7 separate regions of the Mus musculus genome follow, and regions 1, 2, 3, 4, 5 and 6 are each linked to region 7. The links are chromatin contacts, called in public promoter capture Hi-C and targeted proximity ligation maps. All regions are on one chromosome and are shown on one strand. The core of a region is the stretch at or near the end of the contact, and the rest is flanking DNA. Distances in the headings are between cores, read along the strand shown. Region 1 holds the start of Snx32 (sorting nexin 32). Region 2 holds the start of Trpt1 (tRNA phosphotransferase 1). Region 3 holds the start of 4930481A15Rik (RIKEN cDNA 4930481A15 gene). Region 4 holds the start of Fibp (fibroblast growth factor (acidic) intracellular binding protein). Region 5 holds the start of D330050I16Rik (RIKEN cDNA D330050I16 gene). Region 6 holds the start of Cst6 (cystatin E/M). Region 7 holds the start of Batf2 (basic leucine zipper transcription factor, ATF-like 2).

The links. Promoter capture Hi-C pulls out the DNA fragments that hold promoters and counts their contacts.
Region 1: a contact with region 7 is called in a targeted proximity ligation map of bone marrow-derived macrophages, with 9 times the contacts expected there. A contact is called at or near these places in 1 of 39 promoter capture datasets (liver), 1 of 130 datasets of targeted methods (bone marrow-derived macrophages) and 1 of 9 other capture datasets (embryonic stem cells).
Region 2: a promoter capture Hi-C map of liver shows a contact between it and region 7, with 2.4 times the contacts expected there.
Region 3: a contact with region 7 is called in a promoter capture Hi-C map of liver, with 5 times the contacts expected there.
Region 4: a promoter capture Hi-C map of liver shows a contact between it and region 7, with 5 times the contacts expected there. A contact is called at or near these places in 3 of 39 promoter capture datasets (erythroid cells, liver and pre-B cells), 1 of 130 datasets of targeted methods (bone marrow-derived macrophages) and 2 of 9 other capture datasets (adipose tissue and liver).
Region 5: a contact with region 7 is called in a promoter capture Hi-C map of liver, with 4 times the contacts expected there. A contact is called at or near these places in 1 of 39 promoter capture datasets (liver) and 1 of 130 datasets of targeted methods (bone marrow-derived macrophages).
Region 6: a contact with region 7 is called in a promoter capture Hi-C map of pre-B cells, with 4 times the contacts expected there. A contact is called at or near these places in 2 of 39 promoter capture datasets (liver and pre-B cells), 1 of 130 datasets of targeted methods (large pre-B cells) and 1 of 9 other capture datasets (liver).

What each region holds. Positions count from the first base shown.
Region 1 is chr19:5,508,285-5,511,828 of GRCm38.p6, forward strand. It overlaps Snx32 (sorting nexin 32), which reads right to left and starts at 2,233. Exons shown (of 13, transcript NM_001024560.3): 1 at 2,049-2,233. The coding sequence starts at 2,087. It also overlaps the pseudogene Gm31166.
Region 2 is chr19:6,994,000-6,997,438 of GRCm38.p6, forward strand. Trpt1 (tRNA phosphotransferase 1) reads left to right here and starts at 2,132. Exons shown (of 7, transcript NM_153597.2): 1 at 2,132-2,525; 2 at 2,697-2,778. The coding sequence starts at 2,466. It overlaps Nudt22 (nudix (nucleoside diphosphate linked moiety X)-type motif 22), which reads right to left and starts at 2,038. Exons shown (of 6, transcript NM_026675.2): 1 at 2,009-2,038; 2 at 1,243-1,736; 3 at 672-770. The coding sequence starts at 1,719.
Region 3 is chr19:5,405,233-5,408,664 of GRCm38.p6, forward strand. 4930481A15Rik (RIKEN cDNA 4930481A15 gene) reads left to right here and starts at 1,583. Exons shown (of 4, transcript NR_027938.2): 1 at 1,583-1,851.
Region 4 is chr19:5,458,566-5,462,062 of GRCm38.p6, forward strand. It overlaps Fibp (fibroblast growth factor (acidic) intracellular binding protein), which reads left to right and starts at 2,042. Exons shown (of 10, transcript NM_021438.4): 1 at 2,042-2,213; 2 at 2,396-2,594; 3 at 2,825-2,951. The coding sequence starts at 2,129.
Region 5 is chr19:5,386,588-5,390,125 of GRCm38.p6, forward strand. D330050I16Rik (RIKEN cDNA D330050I16 gene) reads left to right here and starts at 1,749. Exons shown (of 1, transcript NR_033224.1): 1 at 1,749-3,482. Sart1 (squamous cell carcinoma antigen recognized by T cells 1) reads right to left here and starts at 2,116. Exons shown (of 20, transcript NM_016882.3): 1 at 1,728-2,116. The coding sequence starts at 2,040. Tsga10ip (testis specific 10 interacting protein) reads right to left here. Exons shown (of 8, transcript NM_001373978.1): 8 at 3,460-3,538. The coding sequence ends at 3,475.
Region 6 is chr19:5,347,788-5,351,314 of GRCm38.p6, forward strand. Cst6 (cystatin E/M) reads right to left here and starts at 1,787. Exons shown (of 3, transcript NM_028623.5): 1 at 1,308-1,787; 2 at 610-735; 3 at 1-262. The coding sequence starts at 1,547. The coding sequence ends at 179.
Region 7 is chr19:6,162,241-6,165,974 of GRCm38.p6, forward strand. Batf2 (basic leucine zipper transcription factor, ATF-like 2) reads left to right here and starts at 2,199. Exons shown (of 3, transcript NM_028967.2): 1 at 2,199-2,313. The coding sequence starts at 2,275.

The sequences.
Region 1 (3,544 bases), core at 983-3,482, 650 kb before region 7:
AGAGGACAACTGGTAGGAGTCTCTCCTTCTATCATGTTGGTCTTGGGATCAAACTTAGGTTGTCAGGCTTGGTGGCAAGGCCTTGACCCAAAGAGCCATCTCACTGGCCAGAAATATCTTTTCTAGTTTCTTTGAGTTGACACATTTGTACATATTTTTAGGTACAGTGATGATAATTTGGAATATGCATATAATAGAAACAGTCAGATCAGGGGATTACCATCTCCTCCTCCTCCTCTCCCCCCCCCCCCACTCCTTCTTTTCTGAGACAGGATTTCTCTGTATAGCCCTGGCATCAGAGCCCCAGTAGCTGGAGCTACAGGCAGTTCAGAGATTCCTAATTTGGGTGCTGAGAACCAAACTCAGGTCCTTTACAAGAGTCGCAAGAGCACCTAAGGACTGGGCAATCTCTCCAGCTTTGCCTTTGAAATTGAAAGATCTTTTGTGAAGGCAGTATTTAATCTAGAGAATGAATATTAAAAAGAATTTTCAGAAAATATTGCCTGTACAAATCTGGGCACATTCATCAGTTTAATAATTCAACTTTCAGAACGCATTCTCAGTACCCACTCAGGAATAGCACCCACAACAATACCAGTAGGTAATATTTATATTTGGCCTTATAATATATTAGGCATTGTTCTAATAAATAAATTTATGGGGCTGGAGAGATGGCTCAGAGGTTAAGAGCACTGACTGCTCTTCCAGAGGTCCTGAGTTCAAATCCCAGCAACGCCATGGTGGCTCACAACCATCCATAATGAGAACTGATGCCCTCTTCAGGTGTGTCTGAAGACAGCTACAGTGCACTTACATATAATAATAAATAAATCTTTGGATCAGAGCGAGTGAGGCCGGAGCAAGCGGGGCCAGAGTGAGCAGAAGTCCTGAGTTCAATTCCCAGAAACCACATGATGCCTCACAACCACAAGTACAGCTACAGTATACTTATAAACATAAAATAAATAAATCTTTTAAAAAATAAATTTATGTATTTATGACAAACTCTCACACTGTAGTTCCAGCAGGCCTTAAACTCGTGGTTATCCTCCTGCCCCACCCTCATAAGTGCTGGGATTATATCTGGCTTCTAATCACTTTATAAACATGTTCTAAGCATACACACACACACACACACACACACACACACACACGGCATATGTACATATATACATCCTTTTACTATTGAGACAGGATCTCACTATATAGCCCTGGCTTGCCTATAACACTCTATGTAGACCAAGCTGGCCTTGAACTCATAAAGGTCTTCCTGTTTCTGCCTCTGCTTCTACCGCTGAAATTCCAGGATTAAAGGTGTGTCTCACCATGCCTGGCTATTTATATACATTTCTATATGAACATGTATAAACAGAAAGCCATGGCCAGCCCTCCAAATTCCATTTGAATCCCAAATGCCACTTCTTGGATTGTGTGACACTACCAAGGCAGGCTTTCTGCCCTCACTCCCCCCCTTCAAACACAGGCAGACTAGCTCTTTGCTGCAGCAGGACCCCTTGTCCTTGGTTTTCTTCTTGATGTCTATCTCTACTCTCACCCACTCTGCTTGACAGAGATGTGACTTTCAGAACACAGCACAGCAGCTCCATCCCCTATCTCTGTCCCAGCTCACTACACTCCTACCTCAAGTGAGAGTTGATGCAATCCAAAACAATGAAGCTCCCCAATAACTGCTGACTGAGGCTGAGAGGAATAAACGAAGAATGGATGGATGGTCTTACAAATATATAGGCACGAATACACAGGTGAGCCTGTAAACTCAACAGGACTCTCTCACCCTTCTCAGTCGCTTGCAGACTGCCTTGTTCTCCCCCATCACGACAGTACTGAGTTGATTTGGGGGAGGGGGCAGAGGCGGGATTCCATCTATGCAGGCTGGGACAAAAATCCTGATTATCTTTGCATCCTCAACCTGGCCCTATGCAGGGGCCTTAGAAGCGCCGCATTCCCGTGCTCAGATCTCTCTCCCTGCTTGGTATGGTATGATGAAGTGAGGTGGAGTAGGAAGACGTTTTATTTCCTTCCTTTACCTTACTCTCATTTCCAGCTTCCTGATGTTGCTCCTCCATGGTGCTCCTTAGCTGGGATATACAGGAATCCTACGACAAGCCACGGCCTGCGCGTTCCAAGAGCTTGGGTGAGGGAACCTTGTAGGGATGCTATCAGCTGACATTGACACTAGCTGCGGCCTCCCTGGGTGGGTCCCATTGCCCACAGCTGCTCCTTCTGATTAGACAGCAGTTTTACCACATGAGCCTCTATTGGCTTTGAGGCCTATCAATCTTACGTGGGCATTTAAGCGGCACCAGAAAGCCGGACCAGGATAGGCCAGGGCCTGAGGGTAGAGGTCACGTGTCAGTCCCGCAGGTGGACCCCTACGAATCCGGCCGTTCCGGGACCCGCCTTCTTCTAACGGGCACGAGCAGAGGCGCACATGCGCACTAGGGCAGCTTGGCGCCACCAGGCGGTGGGCGGGGCGGGGAGTCCGGAGGGGGGGCGAGGGTTGGGAGGGAGGTTTGGGTAGGGAGGAATGGGGAACTCGAGTGGGTCAGGGGGTCTAGGGACGAGGGCAGGCTGCAATGTCTGTGGAGAAAGCGCTTCCGTTCCAGTTTTCACACCCGGGCCAGAAAGTACGGAGTAAGCAGCTTAAGGAGCCGCGGGGACGCAATAAGGCCCGGATACCCCGCGCCCATATTCTTCGGGGGGACCAAAGGAAATCGCCACCGAAGTCACACTGCAAGAAGGCGCAAGTGAGAGAGAAAGAGAAGGTGTGGGTACCCTGGAATGGACTCATCGTGATTGGGAAGAGAGTGGAACTCTTGGACAGAAACGTGCAAAAGTCTAACCCAAAGTTGGAATCTGAGGACTGGAAGCTGGAGGGCACCGGGAAGAAGTTCTCAAGAGAGAAATCGGGCCTGCAACAGGAGGCAGTGGTCGCGAAGCTCCTGAGCAGTGTAAGAAGGGCGGTGCAGGCTCGAGCAAGTTTGGAGTATGACAGCCCAGAGATTTGGAGAGAGTTGGAGGATAGACTCAAAGCTGGTGTAACTACGAGTGCAGAGATGACTGCAGAGCGTGGGGAAAACTTGAAATCTAGGGACAGGTTGAGGACCACTGGAGGGGACTTGAGGTCCAGAGGGGATCAGCTGAGGCCGAATGAGGAACTGGAGTCTAGTGGAGAGAACTTGAAAAAACGGGTACCCATTGGAGACAAGGTGGTAGGCAGGGGAGAGAAGCGGAGGTCTTCTGCTGAAAAAATGGACAGTAGGGAGAGGCGGGGGTCTGTTGTAGAGAAAATGGACAGTAGAGAGAGGCGGGGGTCTGTTGTAGAGAAAATGGACAGTAGAGAGAGGCGGGGGTCTGTTGTAGAGAAAATGGACAGTAGAGAGAGGCGGGGGTCTATCAGAGAGAAGACGGACAGTGAAGAGAAGCGGGGATCCATTAGAGAGAAGGCGACAGAGAGTAGACAGAGGCGGGGGTCCATCAGAGAGAAGGTATCAGACAGTGGAGAGAGGCGGGGATCCATCAG
Region 2 (3,439 bases), core at 882-3,381, 830 kb after region 7:
TTTGTCTCAAGCTGTGGGTGGTGGCTCCTTGGGGTAGGGGGTCAAATACCCTTCTCACAGGAGTTGCCTGAGACCACGAGAAAACACAGATATTTACATTATGATGTGTAACAGTAGCAAAATGACAGTTATGAAGTAGCAATGAAAATCACAGTCGGGGTCACCGCCACACGAGGGACTGTATTAAAGGGTCACAGCATTAGGAAGACTGAGAACCGCTGTGCTCGGCAAACAGTCTAACAAAGGGAGTGTATCCCCAATCCTCAATGGCTGTGACCCTCGAATGTTTGTCTTGTCGGTCAAGTGCCCCATAATACAGAATACAGGTTCTGGGCATGTTCATTTTACAGATGAGAAATGGAACAGATATCCAGGGAAGTCCTTGTACCCAAGTGAGGCTGACTCAGTAACACACTCTCATTACTTTTTGGCAAACACAGACAGTTTTCATTGTTTCCACTGGGGGTGGGGGTGGGGGTGGGGGGTGGGGAGAACCGAGCATCAAAGAATCACAGGCCCAGCTTTAATCACCGGCCCAGCTTCAACTCCACACTCTTCCTCAACGCCAGAGAGGGTCATGCAGACCCACTCTGGCCCAGCACTGTGGATTTCTAGCCAATTCTACCCTCTTACCCATACCCTCTATGCTGTCTGGGGTCCTGGTGGCTCACCTCATCACAGATCTCCTGTAGGACACTGGAGAAGAGTTCTCGTACCACCAGCAACCCGGGGAGGTCCTTGTGCCGGGGGATGCCACCAGAGCACAGGGCCTGTGAAAAGTTGAGGCTCAGATTTCATCTATGCCACTTCCCACACCGCCGCTTTTCTCTTGCTGGGCATGGAGGCCTGGAGCAGACTCAGTGTGAGAGTCCTGGCAATCCCTAACCCAGGCCCACCTATTCCAAGGAGAGCAATCGGAAGCCCAGCTAGGAAGGATTACATGGATCGGATAAGAAGAGGCATCCTCCCTTCAGTCTCTCCTCCCATGTTCCCTAGCTTCCATAGGTGTGTTCCAGCTTAGATTTATGGCTGGGGCTCCCAGATGGCAGTGAGCACCTTGTTTCCTCCCAGTAGTGGTGGAGAGTCATGGGTTGTGCTCAGCTGGGCCCCACATTCTCCTGGACAGCAGAGCATGCGCCTGCAGGCTCAGAAATACCAAGCCGGTTTTCCCTTTATGAGAAGAGGAAACCAGGACCAGGAGTGCTTGGATTTTGAGCCTTTGGACCTAGCCAGTCATCTTACCTGAGGTTCAGGGTGCCCACCGGGTACATCCACCAGTCCGGGAGCTTCCGCTACCTGCTGAGAGCGGCGCAGGAAGACAAGGAAGTCGTCAGCTGTGACCAGTGCGGCACCCACCCCCAGTGGGTCTGCCAGATAGGCTTGCTTGTCACCCCAATCTGCAGCGCCCTGCTGTCGCAGCCAGGAGGCTGAGCTGGACCAGTTGGTGCCCAGGAAGTCCCGGTAGGAAGTTAGACCCAAGTGCAGGAGCAGCTGTGGCTCAGGCGAGCTGGACACCAGTGTGGCTGAGTGAAGGCGGAACTTGGGAGCATCAAAGATCCAAGGTTGGGCCTGTTGCCGAGTCTCCCAGATGGCAGTGATGGCCTTGTCTCCTCCAGGCAATGGACGACGGTCATGAGCCGGGCTCAGCTCCACTGCTACCTGCTCCTGGGAAAGTCCCCCAAGAGGGCACAGCAGCAGCAGGGACACCTCGGGGTCCATAGTCTGACAGGGCAGCTCTGGCAGAGGACACAGATGGCCATCCTGTCACTCTAGGAAACGAGCTGACCCTCTCTTCCACAGAACTCCTGAGTGCTCCCCAGTCCTTTTGCAGATCCCTGACTACTTATTGCGAGCATCATTCCAGCAAGAGTACTGAGCTCAGCAGGCGCCCTGGAATCCTGCTGTCCCAAACCCCTAAAGCCTCTGGCAACCCTACCACCCAGCAGCACTAGGTCCCCAAAACTCTCAAGGCCCCCGCCCCCCCCCCCCCCAACTCCAGGAGTCCTACCTCCAACCTGGACACGCTTGATCTACTCCCAGGATCTGGAAGCTTGATCTCGGAATTTAGCGGCTGGCCCGGCCCCCAAAGTCCACCCCTTTCCCCAAGCGGAAGTACCCGCCCCTTTCTTTCCTGGCTTCCCATTAGCCAGTCCGTGTTCAGGTCCGGATCCCGCCCTCCGCAGTGGAGCCCTTCAGATCTATGCAGACCCGCCGACCTACTTGTCAACGCATACGCCAGCCCGGTGCCCGGGGCAGCCGTGCTGTGATCTGATTTCAGGGCCCGGGGTCTGGTCCGGATCCCTCGGGCCTCGAGGCTGCCAGTGTGACCTTGAGCAAGTCTCGCCCGCTGGGCCTCAAGTTCCCTTGCTGAACTAGGGTGGGATGAGCAGTGCGGTTCTTATCCTGAGCTTTTGTAACTTTCTGGGCAGAGAACCCACACTCCCTGCTCCCTACAGGTCTTGATCATGAACGCCCCTGGAGGAAGGAGGAAGGAAGGTAGAAGGACTCATAGACCCCGGGAACAGGTGCGCACCTTTCCAGCCTTACCCACAACGCTAGGACATGGGAGAGACCCTCTGAGCCTTAGCTTCTTGGTGGGGTAGACTGCAGCACCATGGGCGCTGTTCTAGCCTGCCTTAGCAGTAGGACATCCAGGGCTGGCTACTGAAACTCAGATCATCACTGGACTCTTTCAGGACCGAAATGTGCAGCTGTCTAAGGCTCTGTCCTATGCCCTTCGCCACGGGGCCTTGAAGCTGGGACTTCCCATGCGAGCTGGTAAGTAACCATGCTGGAACTGGGAGGAATGGTGGGAGCCCAGAGAGCAACTGGAACCTCTGTCTCCTCGACTTTAATTCTTAACATTGCCCCAAGAGGAATGCAGAATAGACACACCCTCCAAATGTACAGGGGAAAAAATGTACAAGGCCCAGAACCTCTTTCATATCCTCTGGAAGAGGAGCCCCTGTCTAGGCTGGACTTCATGATGTCTCTTTCGACCAACTGGCCCAATCAACACTTCCCAAGGATGGACAGAGGAGCATACTGAACAACTGATGTTTATTGAATGGCCGCTGTGGGCGGATACTTAGTGCTTGCTATGTTACTCTCCCTGGAGCAGACACACTGTTCTGGTTTCTTTTTGTAGTGTTTTGTTTGTTTGTTTGTCTTGGTTTTGGTTTTGGTTTTTTATGTGCATGAGTGTTTTGCCTGCCCCACGTGCATACTTGGCTCTCGCAGAGGCCAGAAGAGAGCATTGCATTCCAGTGGGACAGGAATTACAGGTGGTTGGGAGCTGCCGTGTGAGTGCTGGGACCCGGCCCCAGGTCCTTAGGAAGAACAGCCAGTGCTTTTTTTAATTGTGGCACCATCTAGAAAGCCTCATTTTTCATTTTGGGGACAAAATGTCATGTAGCCTAAGCTAGCCTCATCTTGAACT
Region 3 (3,432 bases), core at 333-2,832, 760 kb before region 7:
CAGAAATCTGCCTGCCTTTGTCTCTCAAGTGCTGGGTTTAAAGGTATGTGCCACCAAGCCTAGCTCTTGAGATGTGTTCTTGCTGTGCAACCCAGGCTGGCTTTGAGTTCTTGATCCTCTTGCCCAGGCTCCAAGTGCTGGAACTGTAAGTGTGTGCCACATTTTAATTGTTTTTAATTTTTTAAAAAATATTGACATTTTTACTTGATATGTATGGGTGTTTTACCCACAAGTATATCTGTATGTATATCACATGAATTCAGTGCCTGCTGAGGTCAGAAGAGAACACTGGATCTGGAAAGGAGTTACAGTTGTGAGCCTCCATGTGGGTGCTGGGAACCCAACCGAAATCCTCTGGAAGAGCAGCCAGTGCTCTTATCCTCTGAGCTGTCTCTCCAGCCCCAGCCTGATCCACACTCTGCCACTTTTGACCCTCATCCTTGTCAGAAGTATGAATGGATTCAAATTGGATTCTATCTATCTATCTATCTATCTATCTATCTATCTATCTATCTATCTATCTATCTAAGAAAGAGTCTAATGTAGCCCAGGCTAGCTTTGAACTTGCTATACAGACAAGGATAAACTTCAACTTCTGATCCTCCTGCCTCCACCTCCCTAGCGTGGAGATTACAGTGCTCGCCACTGTGCCTGGTTTATTTGGTGCTGGACCCTTAACTCAAGGCTTCTTGCATCCCAGGCACGCACCCTGCCTCCTGAAACGTGCTCCCGGTGCAAGGGTAGATTTCTTAGACTTTTACACTTATTTATCTATTTGTGGATAGGCTGGGGTGTGTGGTCTGGGATGCATGTGACCACTGGGAGGATAACTTATAGTCAGTTCTCCCCTTCTGCCGTGTGAGTCTCAGCTGTCAAGCTTAGGTTGACGTTATGTTTCGTGGCTCCTTTACCCGCTGAGGTGTCTTGCCAGCCTCTAGGGTAAATTTTGAGAGAGTGAGTTGGTAATGACATCAGTTTGGAAACAGCTGGTATCCTGCTGAGATCTCAAACCTGAAGCTACTAAACTGTCTTCTTTCCCTCTTCCTGTCCTCCTCCTCTTCCTCCTCCTCCTCCTCCTCCTCCTTTTTTATGTTTGTTTTTTTTTTCAAGACATGATTTCACTGTGTAACTCTTATTCGCGTTCTCACGACCGGCCAGGAAAGAACACAACAAACCAGAATCTTCTGCGGCAAAACTTTATTGCTTACATCTTCAGGAGCCAGGAGCGCAAACCCCCAGCCCCAAAAGCGAAAGCCACCCCAATCTTACATCTTTAGGAGCCAGAGCTCCGGCGCGCCAAAGCGCAGAGCGCGCTCTATTGTTTACATCTTTAGGAGCCAGAGCGCCGGGCGCGCAGAGCAAGAGAGAATGGCCGAAACCCCGTCCCCTTTAAGGAGGAGTTATCCTTCGCTTAGGACGCATCACTCCCTGATTGGCTGCAGCCCATGGCCGAGCTGACGTTCACGGGAAAGGCAGAGTACAAGTAGTCGTAAAATACCCTTGGCACATGCGCAGATTATTTGTTTACCACTTAGAACACAGGATGTCAGCGCCATCTTGTGACGGCGAATGTGGGGGCGGCTCCCAACATGTAACCTTGACTGGACTGGAACTCACTCTGTAGACCAGGCTGGCTTCAAACTCAAAGATCCACCTGCCCCTGCTGGGTGCTGGGACTAAAGGCCTGCACCACACGCCTGACTGGTGAATTGTCTTCTAATTCTAAATCTGGTACTAAGTGCTCTAAGAAAGCTCAAGAGGCTCACTGGTGTTGTGGTGGCCCAGGGCGTCAGTAGTGCCGTGACCTCCAGCAAGCGTATGGCCTGGCAGTGGAGACTGACTAACCCTAAGGTAAAAAAACGGATCCTGTGAGGGGAGCCCCCATAGAATGGGTCTGCGTGTGCCAGAGGGAAGAAAATCAGAGCCATCGAAACATAGGGGCTACCATTTGCTGAAGTTGGGGTCGATCTGGAAAGGTGTCCCAGAAAACACAGGCAGCACCCACAGATAAGAACAGCTTTTGTAGTTTAAACTCTTTAAATGTGTAAGGATGTTTTGCTTGCGTGTATGTCCGTGCCCCACATGCCCAGAGAGTCCAGAAGAGGGCGCTGGTCACTGAAACTGAAGTTACAGATCGTTATGAGCCGCTATGTGGGACCTGGAAGCTGAACCCTCTGTGGTACACTCTCCCATCTGTGGTACACTCTCCCATCTGTGGTACACTCTCCCATCTGTGGTACACTCTCCCATCTGTGGTACACTCTCCCATCTGTGGTACACTCTCCCATCTGCTGAGCATCTCTTCCTGCTGGAGTAGCTTTATCTTGCTGGAGTAGCTTTATCCAGCACCTGGAGGAGCCAGTCATGCCCACTCCTCCTTTACCACCGTTCTCCTCCCATCCCTTTACAATAGGAGAGCAGGAGTTTGGAGTAGAGGGTGAGGATAGGAAGGACGCTTCCCTCTGTGCTCGATGGTAGGGGCTCCACTGGCCAGGAGAGCAGCAACTGTGTTGTTCTAAATCAAGTTCAGAGAGGCGAACACAAAGTAAGAGTGAGTCAAGCTCAGAGATCTGACGGTGACGTAAAACCAGTCACTTTATTTTAAATCACTCATTCATTTGTTCTATTTATTTTTATTGTTATTGTGTGTGCATGATAGGAAGGGGGTGGCTACTGCCACAGCATGTATGTGGGGTCAGAAGTCAACTTTGTTCTCTCTTGCCACTTTCATGTGGGTTCTGGGAATTGAACTCATGTCATCCGGCTTGCACAGAGAGCACTTTCCCCATTGAGTCACCTCACTATCCCCTATTTTATGTTTTAGGGGGGTCACCTCCACTATCTTACTCTGCAGCTCAGGCTAGCCTCAAATTTTCTTAAAGGTGTGTGCCTTCATGCCAGGCTAGCAGAGATTTCTTTAGTGACTTTAGAAGACTCCAACACTGGCTGCTAATGGGAAGTCAGATGGGGGTGGGTCCAGAGAAGACACTCGTCAGGGAGACTGTCACACACTTGAGCTGAGGGGTGCTGAGAGAGAAGAGCAGAAGTCAGGATGCCTTGGGGTCAGGAGAGGTCACGGAGACCAGGCTAAAGTGACCAGCACAGAGATTGTGACTTTTGAGGTGGCGCACACCTTTAATCCTAGCACGTGAGAGCAGAGGCAGGCAGATCTCTGTTGTGAGTTCAGGACCAGCCTGGTCTACCGTGTGAGTTCTAGCACACTCAGGACTATATATAGAGACCCTGTTTCAAAAACAACAACAAAAGAGCAAAGACTGCTGGGTAAGTAAGGGCTCTCAGCCAAAGGAACAGTATTTCAACAAAAGGGAAGTGACTAACTGTGAGAAGAGCCACTGAGAGGTCAAGACAAGGACAAAACTTAACAAGTGAACTTGGCAACCTTACTTGCTCCCTAGGCCCCGTTCTCTAAGG
Region 4 (3,497 bases), core at 792-3,291, 700 kb before region 7:
AGCGAGGCTAGTTCTGAGAGTCTGGTAAGCGTGGGTATATGGGAAGTGGTAAGATGAGGAGGCTTTGAAGAGCAGGGTATATTGGTGGCTCCTATCCTGCAATCCCAGTGCTTGAGAGGTTGAAGTTGGAAAGGGAAGTAGACTTCAATGGCGGATAGATGTCGAGTTCTTAAGGACCTGCAGTTCTGGGCTAGAGGCTTGACAAAGGCCAGGTAGAATTTTAAAGAGGGAAATAACATTTCAAAATGTTTTGAGACAGGGTATGTAATCCTGGAGAGCCTGAAAGTAGACCAGGTTGGCCTCCAATTCACGGAGATTCTCTGGCCTCTGTGTAGGAATTACAAGCATGAACCACCACAGTCAAGAAAATATACATTTTAAAAAGACTTTTCTGAAGCCAGTTGTGTTGGTATTTGCCAGTAATCCCAGCACTTGGAAGGGAGCTGCAGGAGCCTCAGGAATTCAAGGTCATCCTCCCCACAGCAAATTCAAGACCTGATCTGTAGGAGACTTTGTCCCCAACTCTGTCCCCGCCAAAGAAGTCTCCACGTGTGCTGTGTGGGGTGGATTCTGGTGGCAGAGTGCACTGTAGATGAATAACACTGTGTCAGTGAACAGAGAGCTGTGCAGAACTAGGCTGGCACTGAGTCAGTGGGGCGGGGAGTAAGCCGCAGAGAGAGGCACTCAGCAGGCACATCAACAGCTCTGAATGCCTGAAGAGAGAAATTTGGGAGATAGCCCAGGTTTCTAGAACGAGATGGGTGCTGAGGCTGCCACGGAGATAAGAGTACAGGGAAACAGACTGGAGCTGAGAGGGATCTGTCTAGAAACCCTAAAATGTGCTCCGCCTAGGGACCAGAAGTGGAGTGGGAGACCTGGTCTTATAAACCAGGACCTCCTCCAGGACCTCCTCCCCCTGTCTCTAGGTAGCAACCCGCAAGTGCACTGAGATGAACTGGCTTTTGTAGAACTCATTTTCCCCCATTTTTCGAGACAGGATTTCTCTGTGTAGCCCTGGCTGTCCTGAAACTCACTCTGTAGACCAGGCTAACCTCCAATTCAGATATCTGCCTGCCTTCCAAGTGCTGGGATTAAAGGTTATACAGGGTTAATTTTATTAGTAATTATAGCCAGTAAGCTATATTTATGTATTATACAACAGTGCATACATATGTAGAGATCAGGTGATAAGGACTAGGTATACTGGTGGTTCCTATCCTGTAATCTCAATGCTTGGGAGGTTGAAGATCAAAGACTGCTGCCAATTTAGACTAGCCTGGACTACAAAGTAAGACCTTGTCTTAACAAACAAACAAAACAAAACCTGGAGCTGGTTCTTTCCTTACACAGTATGGGTGCAGGAGAACGAACTCAGGCTTGGTGGCTCCTGTGTAAATCTTTTACTGCCTCATGAAAAGACAAAGAAGACAGCCTTACTAGATGGGTGCCCCTGCAGATACCTACTTCCAGGCAGAGCTCTGAAAGACTTTAAGTGAAGTCACTAGCTTGTGTGTGGGTGTAGTATGTGGTGAAAAACTGGGGCTGGAGAGAAAGCTAAGTGGTTACAAGCAAGGAACCACAACCATATGTGCAACTAACTCATATTTGCCTGTAAATTTAACTCCAGGGGACCTGATACCTCAGGTCTCAAAGAACATTTGCACTCACACGTACACACCCTCTCCCCACATACACATTATTCAAAACAATAAAAATAAATACACTCCGGGAACAAGAAAAATGGTCATCTGTCTGTCTTATGGACAATGGAAGTAAGGGCCACATACACCTAGCAATCGCTACGATAGAACCTTGGAAACATTCTAATTTAGGATACAGGTCAAAACTGGGAGGCTCTGAGAAAACTGAGAAGATGGGAGTGACAGAAGGGGTTAACGGGAGAATCTGCAAGACAGGGTAGACTGAGAGAAGACTATCCCGACATCTTCCGAAAAACCGTTCACAGAGCTGAGCGGTGTCTCACTAGCTCCGTCCCGGAAGTGGTCCTTCATCAGCTCCGGGTGCCCGGAGCAAAATCTCCGAACTCCCGGAAGTCGCTCTGCGGCTACTCGCCCGGCCGGGGCCCGTACAAGCTCCAGCTTCGGGCGAACCCGGCCCGGGCATCGTCATGACCAGCGAACTAGACATTTTCGTGGGGAACACGACCCTTATAGATGAAGACGTGTATCGCCTCTGGCTGGATGGTTACTCAGGTCTGTGAGCCGCCCTCCCGGGAAGCTGTTGTTGGGGATCGGGAAGAGGGGGCGTGGCTAGGATTTAGGCTTGGTTTAGGGAAGTGGACAGACTGCGGGAAGTCGGGGAAGTGTAAGGATTGGAGGTGGAGGTGGAACCCCTGGAGGGCCTCTAGGGTCTTATGGTAGCGCCCACTCCTCAGTGAACGATGCAGTGGCTCTGCGAGTACGCTCCGGAATCTTGGAGCAGACGGGAGCCACCACAGGAGTGCTGCAGAGCGACACCATGGACCACTACCGCACCTTTCACATGCTTGAGCGTCTGCTGCACGCGCCGCCGAAGCTGCTGCACCAGCTCATCTTCCAGATTCCTCCCTCCCGACAGACACTCCTCATCGAGAGGTGCTCACCAGGGGTGGGGGACGGGGGTGGGTACTGGCAGGGATGTCAGTCAATCTGACTTATACCCATTTTGTAGACTGAAGCTGAGTCTGGGGGGAGGGTATTGGGATATACACAGGGGTAGATGGGGTGAACTCAGGAAATTAGAAAATTGAGAACAAGAGAAACCAATTCCAAACTCCCTTCTCCTTCCCTAATGGATCACCAATAATGACCTGTGCCTCCACAAGGTACTACACCTTTGATGAGGCCTTTGTTCGGGAGGTCTTGGGCAAGAAGCTGTCCAAGGGTACCAAGAAAGACCTGGATGACATCAGCACCAAAACAGGAATTACTCTCAAGAGCTGCCGGAGGCAGGTGGGTTCTACACATAACACCACTACCTGTCTAGCCCACCTCTGGATCCTTCTTACTACTCTAGCCCCACCTCTAGCCCGTGGTCTAGCCCATGATTGTGGAACCAGTTCCTTCTTCATATAAACCCTCTCCTCCCTCCACCTCCCCTCTGGCCAGGCGGACCAGGCTTAGGCTCAGTCTGACCGTGGCTTTCCTTTGCTTATAGATTTTCATTGGCTCCCACTGTCCTCGACCTTCAGACTCAGGTTGGGTCACTATAGACCTCTCTGGACTTAACATTTCTTGAGCCCCAAGTTTGTTTTTGTTCATGGTACTCCTGCCTAGAAGATGCTGTTCTTGGCCACATCTATCCCTTGAAATCGACAAGGGAGCTAGATCCTACCTTATCCATGAGCCGTTTTGGTAGCATTCATGCCTTGTCTTTAAGGGAGAAGTACCAGGGTGTAAACTGGGCGCAGATGGCTATGGGTATGGGTCTGGGCTCTTGCTACAACCTTTATAGGCCTTGAGTGCCTTTCCTTTGTGTCTAGAATGAGTTCGTGTGTG
Region 5 (3,538 bases), core at 499-2,998, 780 kb before region 7:
GTATACACGTGCCCTTCCCCCAGCCTTGAGCAGGCTACAGTAACGACCCAGACCCAGGTGGAGTCAACTTCCCACAGGAGCAGACTGCCCACTGAGCTCACTTTGCAGCTCAGTCCAGCAGAAACAAATCTGCGGGCTCTCCCTATATAAATGCAGGGCTGACTATTGAACTTTGAGCCGTGCAGAAACGTTTGTCTTGGCTTCATCCTTCTCTCGCACCCAGTCCTTTTCATTTCCAGCCCCCCTTTCAGGGTAACCCAGCTCATCCATGGCTGCTGAACAGGTACATGTACATAAACAAGAACATAAATAAGCAGGCATGCACCCTGGACCTGCTCTACCCATCCCACAAACAGAAGAGAACTTCAACAAACACCATACAGAGGAAGATGCATCAAATTTAGCTCCCCCAACCAGGCCCTACCAGGAGGGCATCTTCTCAAAAATCTCTGCCGTATTCAACCACTGCAGTCACTCTCTTCTTTAACCCAACAGTCCCTTTCTCTGCCTTGGCACCACTCCACTTTCTGTGGGAACTGTCAAGTCCCAAGTCTCCCTTTTTCCAACTAGCAGATTACTTTCAAGAAAATTTCTGATCTGGAGACTGGAGAGATGTCTCAGGGGATAAGAGCACTTGCTGTTCTTACAGAGGACCCAAATTTGGTTCTCAGAATCCATATGGCAACTCACAGCCATCTAATTCAGTTCCAGGGGATCCGATGCCTTCTTCTGACCTCTGCTGGCACGGGCACATGAGGGTAAAATACTCAAATGCATTAACATAAAAACAATCCTTTGTTTAAAAGATTAATGTCCTGTGGTGGATCACACTTCAGCAATGCTCTCTTTGCATAGATCCTATGGGCAGACTGTGGGTTCCTGCCACTGGCTACTATTTATGCTCCTCAACATGTTCCTCTGCCCACAACTGAACTACTGGAATTTAGCAGGTTCTATGCCTGACTCTCGTTCTCATTCCACATGTTCTAAGGCACTTCTTTGGTTTCCTGAATACACACCAGCCCAAAGTCACTCTATCTCACTTAAACTGTAAGGTTTCCCATATACACCAAACATAAAGTTCTCCCAAAACTGTGTCATTCTCCCCTGCCTCAAATCTGCTTCTCTTCTAAACTCAGTTCCAACAGATGACACCTCCATTCACCAGGCCAATCAGACCGAATTCCTATTCAATCTGTCCACTTCTCTCCGGCCCGCTGCATAGAGAAACATGCATACTATTAGCCCTCACCTGGTTGCTTGGACCTCCCTCCCGATCTCTTGATCTCTGGTCCTACGTTTGACAAGCTCTCAACCCACTGATCTTCATAAAATATCATGCAATTCAAGTCACTTGCTTACTCAAATCCTTGGCTCCCTACCATCCTCATAACAAAGCCCAAACTTCTCAACAGGGCTTACAGCGCTGGTTCAGACCCAAGCCTATCTTACTGCTTCATGTCTCCGCTATGAGCTATTGGTCGATTGTCTGTACACGCTCGTCCCACCTCATTCACCCACCCAATGCATTGCTGTGAAGTGCCAGGAAGACAGGGAAGGCAGGAAGACTCCTGTCTTCTTAAAGCTTAACGTGGAGACGTCAACGTTTAACCCCAAACACCCGGAGGACGTCTTTAACCCGAGAGGCAGATGGCCCTCGAGGTCCTCCCGTACCCTCCGTCCTGGGCATCCCAAGACCCTGCCCCGCCCCCGGGCCCCGCCCTCACCGGCCTCGTAGCCGTCATCGCGTTTCTCCCGCTTCACGCGCCGCTCCGAGGGCTCCGCTTGGCTTCGTTCGCGACCGTGCGCGCCGCTGCGGGCCTCGGCTTCCGCCCCACGCCGCCCGCTCCCGCGCTCACTCCCACGCTCCCGGCTCCGCTTCCGTCGTTCGCCGCCGCTGCTGCCGCCGCCGCTGCTCCGGTGCTTGTGTTTCTTATGCTCGCGATGCCGTGGCGGCTGCTCGGTCGTGCCCCCAGTCCCGGCCGCAGCCGTCGTCCCGGCCGCCTCCTTCTCGCCACGGTGCTTCTTTGACGACCCCATGATTATTGCGTCCGCCTGGAGCCGGGCCGCTACCCTAGCCCAGACGACGCGAAATGGGAACGCTTCCGGGTCGCGCGACCGCCCCGTTCCTGTTGCCGGAAACTAAGAGGGGCTGTTTCCGGGGCCTGCCTGGGAACCTCCAAAGGCTCACGGGAGGGACTGATTGAGGGTGCGCGGTCCCGCCTGCCAGCTACTGGTCTCTGCGCACGCGCACCTGTAGAGACTGCGCCGTCCACCCTCTCGCGCCATCTAAGATGGTAGTCGTAGAGCCGTAAGAACTTTAGCATGGTACTGGGTCATCATCTCCGGAGCTAGAAGTTTCCCCTGCCTCCTTCCCCTTCCACTCTGATCGCTTCGTGGTGCTCTGTGCCTCAAGTCTCTCTGTGGGCAGCCCCCTCTCCAGTGACTGTCCAAGCAAGCTCCCTAGTGCCGGGGCTCCATCCAGAGTTGGAAAATACTCTTTCTTTTAGCGAACGCTACCGTCATCCTATGTCCCCTAGACTGATGGATTGGACCGTTTTATTATTATTTTTTAGACAGGGGTTTTCTCTGTCCTGGAACTCACTCTGTAGACCAGGCTGGCCTCGAACTCAGAAATCCGCCTGCCTCTGCCTCCCAGGTGCTGGGATTAAAGGCGTGCGCCACCACCGCCCAGCTGGATTGGACCTTTTTAACTAGGCTTTGGAGTGCTCTTTGAATTTGTGCCTATAAACCTGGTGATACTGAGTGATGGTTTGTTTCTAGTTTTCTTTTTTTGTAAAGGTAGGTCTAGTACTTGTTACTTACCCCTGGCTGTCTTCAAACCCACCACAGTCCCTCTGTCAGCCTCTCGTGTGCATGGCCACTCCAGGCTTGAGTGCAAATTCGGCACATTTGTGCATGTATATGCTTTCCCTCCTTTTTTTGTTTTTCCCGTTCTGTCTAGCCTGTTAACTATGTAGCCCAGGCTGGGATTACATGCTTTTCTCGACTTTTCCTGGGTTTCTGTTTGTTTGATTGTTTGTTTAGTTTGGTTGCTTTGTTTTGGGTTGAGTAAAGGGTTAAGGGTTTAAGTTAAGGGTTCACACACTCCCATCTGATAGTCGTTGCTCCTCTCTGGACTTCCGGTGTAGCACCTCGCTGGTGTGGTTTGGTGTGGGGGATGGGCACCTTTGAAGGTCCACCCCGAGACTGAGCGCCTTCAGAGGCAGGGTCCTGTTCACTAAGATTTCTAGGTCCCCTGGCATGTTGGGGAAAGCATGGCAAAGTCTCAGCGGATTCCTTTCCGGTGCCCCACGCCTCAGTAGAGAGACGGCTTGTTGAGAATGAGGTGTAGCCTGGGTTTCCAGGGCGTGGGGGAAACAGCTCAACCTCTGCCACCCACTTCCGCTACCTATCTCCGACCCACAGCCAACTCCCCTCAGAAGTCTCACACTGTACTTGGCCATAAAGCGTTTAATTTTTCTCTCGGGGACTGTAGTCTGGGTCCAGGGTTGGGGAGGGGCGTCTTCCAGGCTGG
Region 6 (3,527 bases), core at 537-3,036, 810 kb before region 7:
TGTGGGGTTCTGAGAGTCACTGGGAGCAGAGTGAGGGTCAGGGTGAGTGAAACACACAGGAGAAAGCAGTGCAAGAAGCAGAGCTGCAGATTTATTGCAACAGACGTGGCCCGTGGCCCTGAGGCGCCTCCACCATGCTTGTTCCCATGGGGCCCTGACTCTGTCACCCTGGGGCCGGTCACACCTGCACGCAGTCATGCTTTAGAAGCTGAGTAGTGTTCTTCCAGGGGACTTCAAGGAGCTCAAAGTTGCAACGCAGTTTCTGAGAGGGAAGCACAGAGGACAAGGAGGGTGAGGTTGGCAGCAACCTCCTCCTCCCAGAAGTCAGCCCCCCTGACGGCCACGTCTCTCTGGAGCCGGGGACAGACCATGAGTGGTCCCAAAACATGGAATCAGAAGGCAGGAGATGCTCCCAGGTTTATCTCAGGCAACTCCTACCCCACGAGGAATCCCCAGTCTCTCTTCTGCACTCCACCCTGGCCTGAGTCATACAAGAGCCAAAGCGAACAGGTGGAGCCAGGCTTCTGCCTGACCAGATAGACTGGTCAGGATAGACAAGCTAAGGGCCTCAGACCCTGCATGGGGTTGGGATGGGGTCGGTGCTGTTACCTCCTGCTGCCCCCCTGCAGCCAGAGGGCAGGTGGTGAGGTCCATGTGTTCTCCAGAGACTCTGGTCTTTCGGCACTCTGTGCTTTCTATGTCCAAAGTCAGGTAGTACTTGATGCCAGCCACCAGCTGGGAACCAAACAGGGCAGGTGAGAGATGCCTGGGAGTCCAACCTGTGTGTCTATGCTTTCCCTCCCTCTAAGAGTCTCCACTCTCCCAGGCAAATGCAACCCTCTGACCTACATATTCAGACCTGGAGTGGAGGCAGGAACTTCTGTGTGTGAGCAGAGCCCTAGGCTGGGCAAGAAGCTGGAGAGCTCCTGTCTGCGGCTAGACTGTAAAGGTGAATGGTATGTGGCACCTACACTGGGCCCTTCCACTCCACCTGGCAGGTTGGGGAAGTGAGGTTAGTTATGCCAAAGGAGGCTGCATCCTGCATTTCTTTGATAGTTAGATAGCGCTGCTTCCAGAGGACTTTACTAATCTGTTTTGTTTTGAAGTATTTCATAGAAAGGTCTGGGGGTTATGGTTGGTTTTAGTGCCCCCTTGTGTTTGGTAGCAAGCTAAGCAGCTCTCTGTTTATCTCCTGTCTCCTGTCACCTGTCCTCGGTCCCCCTGTCCCTGTCCCTCTCCAAATTGTCCCTCTCCACAGCCACTCTGTTCCATAACCTGTCCCACAACCTCTGTCCCAGCCACCGCACCTGATATTTTGCATCGATGACTTTGGTGTCTCGGAAGTAGTAGAGGCTGTCGCTGCCCATATTGTAGCTGGCCACAGCTGCCTGTGCGGCCTTTTGCACCCGCGGGTCGGTGGGTGACAAGTTCTGGCGTTCTCCGGTCCTGCGGCTCCGCAGCTCGGCGCGGGCGTCAGGTGACAGGGTCAGGAGGCAGAATGCGAGCAGGCCAAGGCCCATCGCCAGCGGGAAGTGAGGACGCTCCATAGCCGCGGATTCAGTGTCTGGACTTCCATCCTGCGCGGCTTTTACAGCCTTCGCGGGCCCCTCCCGGCCCCGCCCAACGCCTGCTTGTTTCCTTAGCAAGCCTGGACCAGCTTGCAGGTGCCTGGAGGCGGGTGCACCTCCCCTACCTACGCAGTGTAAGAACCAGAGATGGCACACAGGTCCCAGAACCTCTACGTGTAGAGATGCTGGCCTATCATTCCTATCTCCCAGGAGGGAGAGAACAGTTCATACCAGGGCCCTGACGTTTGAGTTGCCAAAAGCAATTATATGGTTACATTCTTACTGCTATCATTTTATCATTTCCTTTTCTCTTTCTTTCTTTCTTTCTTTCTTTCTTTCTTTCTCTCTCTCTTTCTTTCTTGTTTGTTTGTTTGTTTCGAGACAGGGTTTCTCTGTGTAGCTCTGGCTGTCCTGGAACTCACTTTGTAGACCAGACTGGTCTCGAACTCAGAAATCACCTGCCTCTGCCTCCCGAGTGCTGGGATTAAAGGTGTGCACCACTATCATCCGGCATTGCCACCATTTTCTTATCGTGCCATTTTTAGAGAAATTATAACTCCCAGCCTGCATTTCTTCTTCTGAAAAATAAATGCTATAAGGATCGATGAACTGACACAGGTAAAGAGCCTAAGAGAGGCCGGGTGCCATGCAAACAAACGGTGGGTGGGTAGGAGTCCTTACTACTCAAGCCGGCACTACTGTCCCTCACAGCCATGGTGGACCCGGTTGGCTGACCCTTTCACTTTGCAGAGGTGGGACGCCATGGCACAGAAGGGAGAAGTAATATGTGCAACGATTTCAACTGGTCCCTAGTAAGTAAGTATACTGAAGAGCCTAAGTCGTGTGTGTGTGTGTGTGTGTGTGTGCTATAAAATAAGATCTTGTGTGTCCCTGGCTGACCTTGAATTTCATAGCTCAGGATGACTTTGAACTCCTGATCTCCCTGCTTCTCCCTTCCAAGTGCTAGCATTACCATCATATTTTATTTGGTGCTGAGAACAGAATGCAGGGCTTCATGTGTGCTAGAGACAAGCACTCTACCAACTAATATCCCTAGCCTCATTTCATTTTGCTGGGCTTGAACCTAGGGTCTTATGCATGCTGGGCAAACACTTCACCTGCAGCCCTCGTTTTTTTTGTTTGTTTGTTTGTTTGTTTGTTTTGTTTTCAAGACAGGGTTTCTCTATGTATCCCTGGCTGTCCTGGAACTCACTCTGTATGTAGACCAGGCTGGCCTCGTACTCAGAGATCTGCCTGCCTCTGCCTCCCAAGTGCTGGGATTAAAGGCATGCGCCACCATGCCCGGCATGCAGCCCTCGTTTTACTCCTTATCTCTAGATAGGGACTTGTTGATCACCCAGGCTGACCGTGAAGCCCTTGCTCTGTAGACTGCAGGCCTTGAGTCTGTGGCTTCCCAGCTTCAGCCTCCTGGCAGGGATTACAAGCCTGTGCTACCAGGTCAAGTTCTTGTCTATGTTCTTAGCTCAGGCTGAGTTTGAAAAGAAAGACTTGCCTCCGAAGAGGGGTGAGTCACGCCAGGTGCCATCTTTCTAACTGGGAGGCTTTGGATAGTCACTCAGGGCCTGGGTGTCCTACGGGAAATAGGATGACAAGTCTTTTTTCCTAAAGCTGTTCTTCTGACTGACAATGACAGTTCCACACTCTCATCCCTAAGGACACTGGACATCCAGTGGGGTAGGAGCAGATCAGCCACCCCATGGCAGCTGCACGTGGGCTGCCCTGGCAAAGTTTCCTTCCCCGGGCATCTTATTTCATGTTTTCTGACTAGCTCAAAGCCACTTTCCCTCTTTTCTTTTTTTTTTCCCCACTTTACTTATCTATTTTTTATTACTTTTTTTTAAGAGAAATGTTCATGCCTCAGCATGGGAGAGGTGCGTGTGTGTGCGTGCCATAGCGTGCACACGCAGAAGGTGAGAGAGGTGTGCGTGCCATAGCGTG
Region 7 (3,734 bases), core at 949-3,448:
GGCTATTGTGTTGGTGTGAGGTGATGAGGTCCCTGGCTGAGCGAGGGGTCAGGGCGTGTAGTCTCACTGGTCTGGAAGTCCATCCACCTCTCAGGGAAGCTTGCAGGGCCATTTAAGGTTAAACATTACCCTGTACCCATCCCCGCCCGCCACTCCCTCTCCCTTCTGAAGATCAAGCCATAAACACCCCCCTTTCCTCTTCCTCTGGAGATGTGGTCTCCCAGGAGGAGGCGCCCCTGTAGACTGTCCAGTTCTCCTGGAAGCCCCTGGTCTAGGAAGTCAAGGAGTCTAGTTAGAACTGCAGGCTGAAGCAGGGACACTGGGCCCTAGTCTTCTCAATAGGTGTTTTTTGGGGTGACGTCATACCCAAGCTTCCTCCAGATTGTTCCCCTGTGGAGTTCACAGACAGGCTTAATGAGCCCCTCAGGTGCTGCATCCAGCCAGCGCCCTACCCTACCCGATGTCTGGGAGACAAAAATAATTCCAAGAAATGGGTAGCCTAGGTCAACCCATTTCAGCCCCTGCCCCCAGGGCTCTCAGAAGCAAGGTGATAGGGTCCTGCTGGCACGTCCAATCTCATCGACCCAACAGTTTCAATTATGAATATGTCAGCGATCCTAGAATCCAGATCCACTGCAAGTCTCAAAGAGAAGATGCACCAGGCTGGGCAGTGCTTTCTAATAGGGAAGGGCTCTCTTCATCCTGTTCCTCCCCTTCAAACAGCTCTGTGGACTAGGAATGACTTTATCATCCACAGCAAAGGGATCACACACAGAAGGTATGGATGATAAATTTGGTGGGCAGAGCACCAGGGCTCATCTCTTAAGGCTCAAGCTGGCTTCAGGACCAGTTCTAGAGATGGCAAAAGATTCCTGTGTTGCATAACTCTGGTCATTACAGACATCACGACATGGCAGACACTACTAATCAATTGCAGTCTTTTTATTTTTATTTACTTTACTTATTTATTAAGAGACACCGTCTCTTCTAACCCAGGCTAGACCCCAATTCTGTGTAGCCATAAACTGCCTTGTCCTTCTGGTCCTCTTGCCTCCATTTCCCAAGGATTATAGGCATCTGCCACTGTGCCCAGATTTAGCACTTTTTGTTTTTTAAATATAAACTTGGACATAAAGATTCCTTTAAAAGTTTTATTTTGTGGGCTTGAGAGATGACTCAGCGATTAAGAGCACTGGCTATTCTTCCAGAAGATCCAGGTTCAGTTTCTAGCGCCTACATTTTTGCTTATAAATATCTGAAACTCTAGTTCCAGGGGCTCCAGTGCCCTCTTTTGGCCTCTGAGGACACGGGGCATATATGTAGGGCAGAGACATACATGCAAGCAAAACACTGGTATGCATAAATTAAATTTAAAAAGTTTAAATTCTTCATCATCAGTGGGACAGGGTCTCATCATTTAGCCCTGGTTGTCCTGTAACTTACTCTGTAGACCAGGCTGGCCTTTAACTCAGATACCTGCTGGGCTCTGCCTCTGAGTCCTGAGATTTGGAGGTTCGTGCAGTCACGAGCACTATCACGCCAGCTCTGATTGTTGATTTTTTGCATGAGTCCAACATCGGTCTCAGAGAGTTTGGAGTGGTCGTGTTGTCACAGTTCTTTTGTTATGCCTGGGAACTTTTATATTTTGAGAATTTTTAGTTCTTACTATGTAGCCCAGGTTGGCTTCAAACTCATGAATGATTCTCCTGCCTCTGCTTCTCCAGTGCAAGTACCACACCAGGCACACCCAGCCGCAGGCCTGGAAATTTGCTCCACCCTACCCATACCCTTCATAGATAAGGAAACCAAAGTTCAGAGAAGGTGAATCACCTTCTCAAAGCTGCACAGCTCCAGTGTGGACTGTGAACCTGGACTTTCTCAGAGACTATGGGGGCTCCTTCACGCACCCCACCCCAACCCCGCTTTTCCTCTAGGTTCTGTCCCTGGCATCCTGCCAGCCCTCTCCAGGATACGGTCTTGTTAACTGCTCCCATCTACCCTCCACCATCCTTCTTCTAGAGAAGGGGCCTAACCGGAAGGCTGCTCTTGTTAGGAAGTTCCACCCACGTGAGTGAGCGTGAGCGAGCAAGAGCCAGGGATTCTGGGCAGCCCATGGTTTTAGGAGAAACTGAAACTGGGTGTGCTAGGGGCGGAGTGGCCACTGGGGATTTAAAGAGCCACCACTTCCTTGGGCCTCCATAGGTCACTGGGAGGGGACAGCTGCTGAGGGGACATCCAGGACCAGACTGAACCTCTTTTCCCCTTGCCTAAGCCATGCAACTCTGTGGGAGTAGCGAGCTGCTGACTGAGACAGTGAGTACAGGGGACTAGGAAAGAAACGCTATGGAGAGAGACAAGGAAGGCTGCAGTAAGGTCACCATGATCTGTGTGACCTGGGAACTGGGCTGCACACTCCCATCTCACGGTTTAGTTCCTCCTGGGCACTGGAATGACTTCCTGGCGCTCACACTGCAGACCAGTCTCCAGCTTTGAACTTGGACCCTGCATGCGTGCGTACTGCTTCCTCGCAATCCATTTGCTCTCACCTTGCAGCGTTTCCCAGATCCTTCCCTTCTCTCTCTAGTCTCCCAAATCACAGCTGCCTTCTTTCCTCGCTGACTCTGTCTTTCTCCAGCCTCTATTCTGGTCTGAAGTTTGCCCTGAGGAGGATATAGCCACAATCCAAGGGACATGCAGAGTCCTCAGCCAGAGTGGCTGGAGTCTTGCCTGAGGTGGAGTGACAGAGACAGGGTCCCGCTCTAGGCATTTGACTTCAAGTTCCATTTAAGTTTTGTGGTCCCCGGGGTTGGAGGGCTCAGAGCTCTCAGGAGCAGTCCTCTCTGCCCAATGGAATCTCCATCAGTTCTAGGCAGCCGCCCCACTGCCCTGTGAGTGAGCATGGAGTCTTGTAGATCTCTTCTGTGCCAGGTAGGTGACATTCCTGCTTTGAGGAAAGATCTCGTGTATCCCAGGCTGGCTTCAAACTCACTATGTAGCCAAGTCTGGCCTGAACTAATCCTTCCATTACATCTTGCCATTTTGCCTAATTTTATTTGTTTGTTTTGTCTCCTCTTCCTACTCCTCCTTTTTCTTCTTCTTTTTCCCACTTCTGTGCCCTTCTAGTTTTGTGCCTGGTGCATAGTAGATGTTTAATAAATGTTTGTTGAAGGGATGGGGAGATAGCATAGTCAGTGAAGTACTTGTCTCGGAAGCCTAAAGACCTGAGCTTGGTCCCTAGCATCCATAAAGCACCTGGTTAGGTGGCAAGCACCTGTAAGCCCAGCCCTGGGAGAGGGGCGCTTGCTGACCAGGCAGCCCAGTCTTACTGGTGAGTCCCAGACCAGTGAGAGACTATATCTCACAAACAAACAACAAACAAACAAACAAACTAGGTGGGGGCCAGTTAGGAATGCTCACTGCTCTTGGAGAGGACCCGAGATTGGTTCCCAACACCTTCACGGGGCAGCTCACAACCAAATCACCTGTAACTCCAGCTCCAGGGGACTTAACACCTGCTTCTGGTTTCCAAGGGTACAGACACTCACATGCATACACAGGTCACCACATATACACACAACTTAAATTAAAAGAAGGCAGATGGCTTCTGAACATGAATGATACTTAAGGCTGTCCTCCTACAGTGTACACACACACACACACACACACACACACACACACACACACACAGAGGAAATTAAATGTTGTTTCAGTAAGTGAGTGCCAGCCCCTTTAGA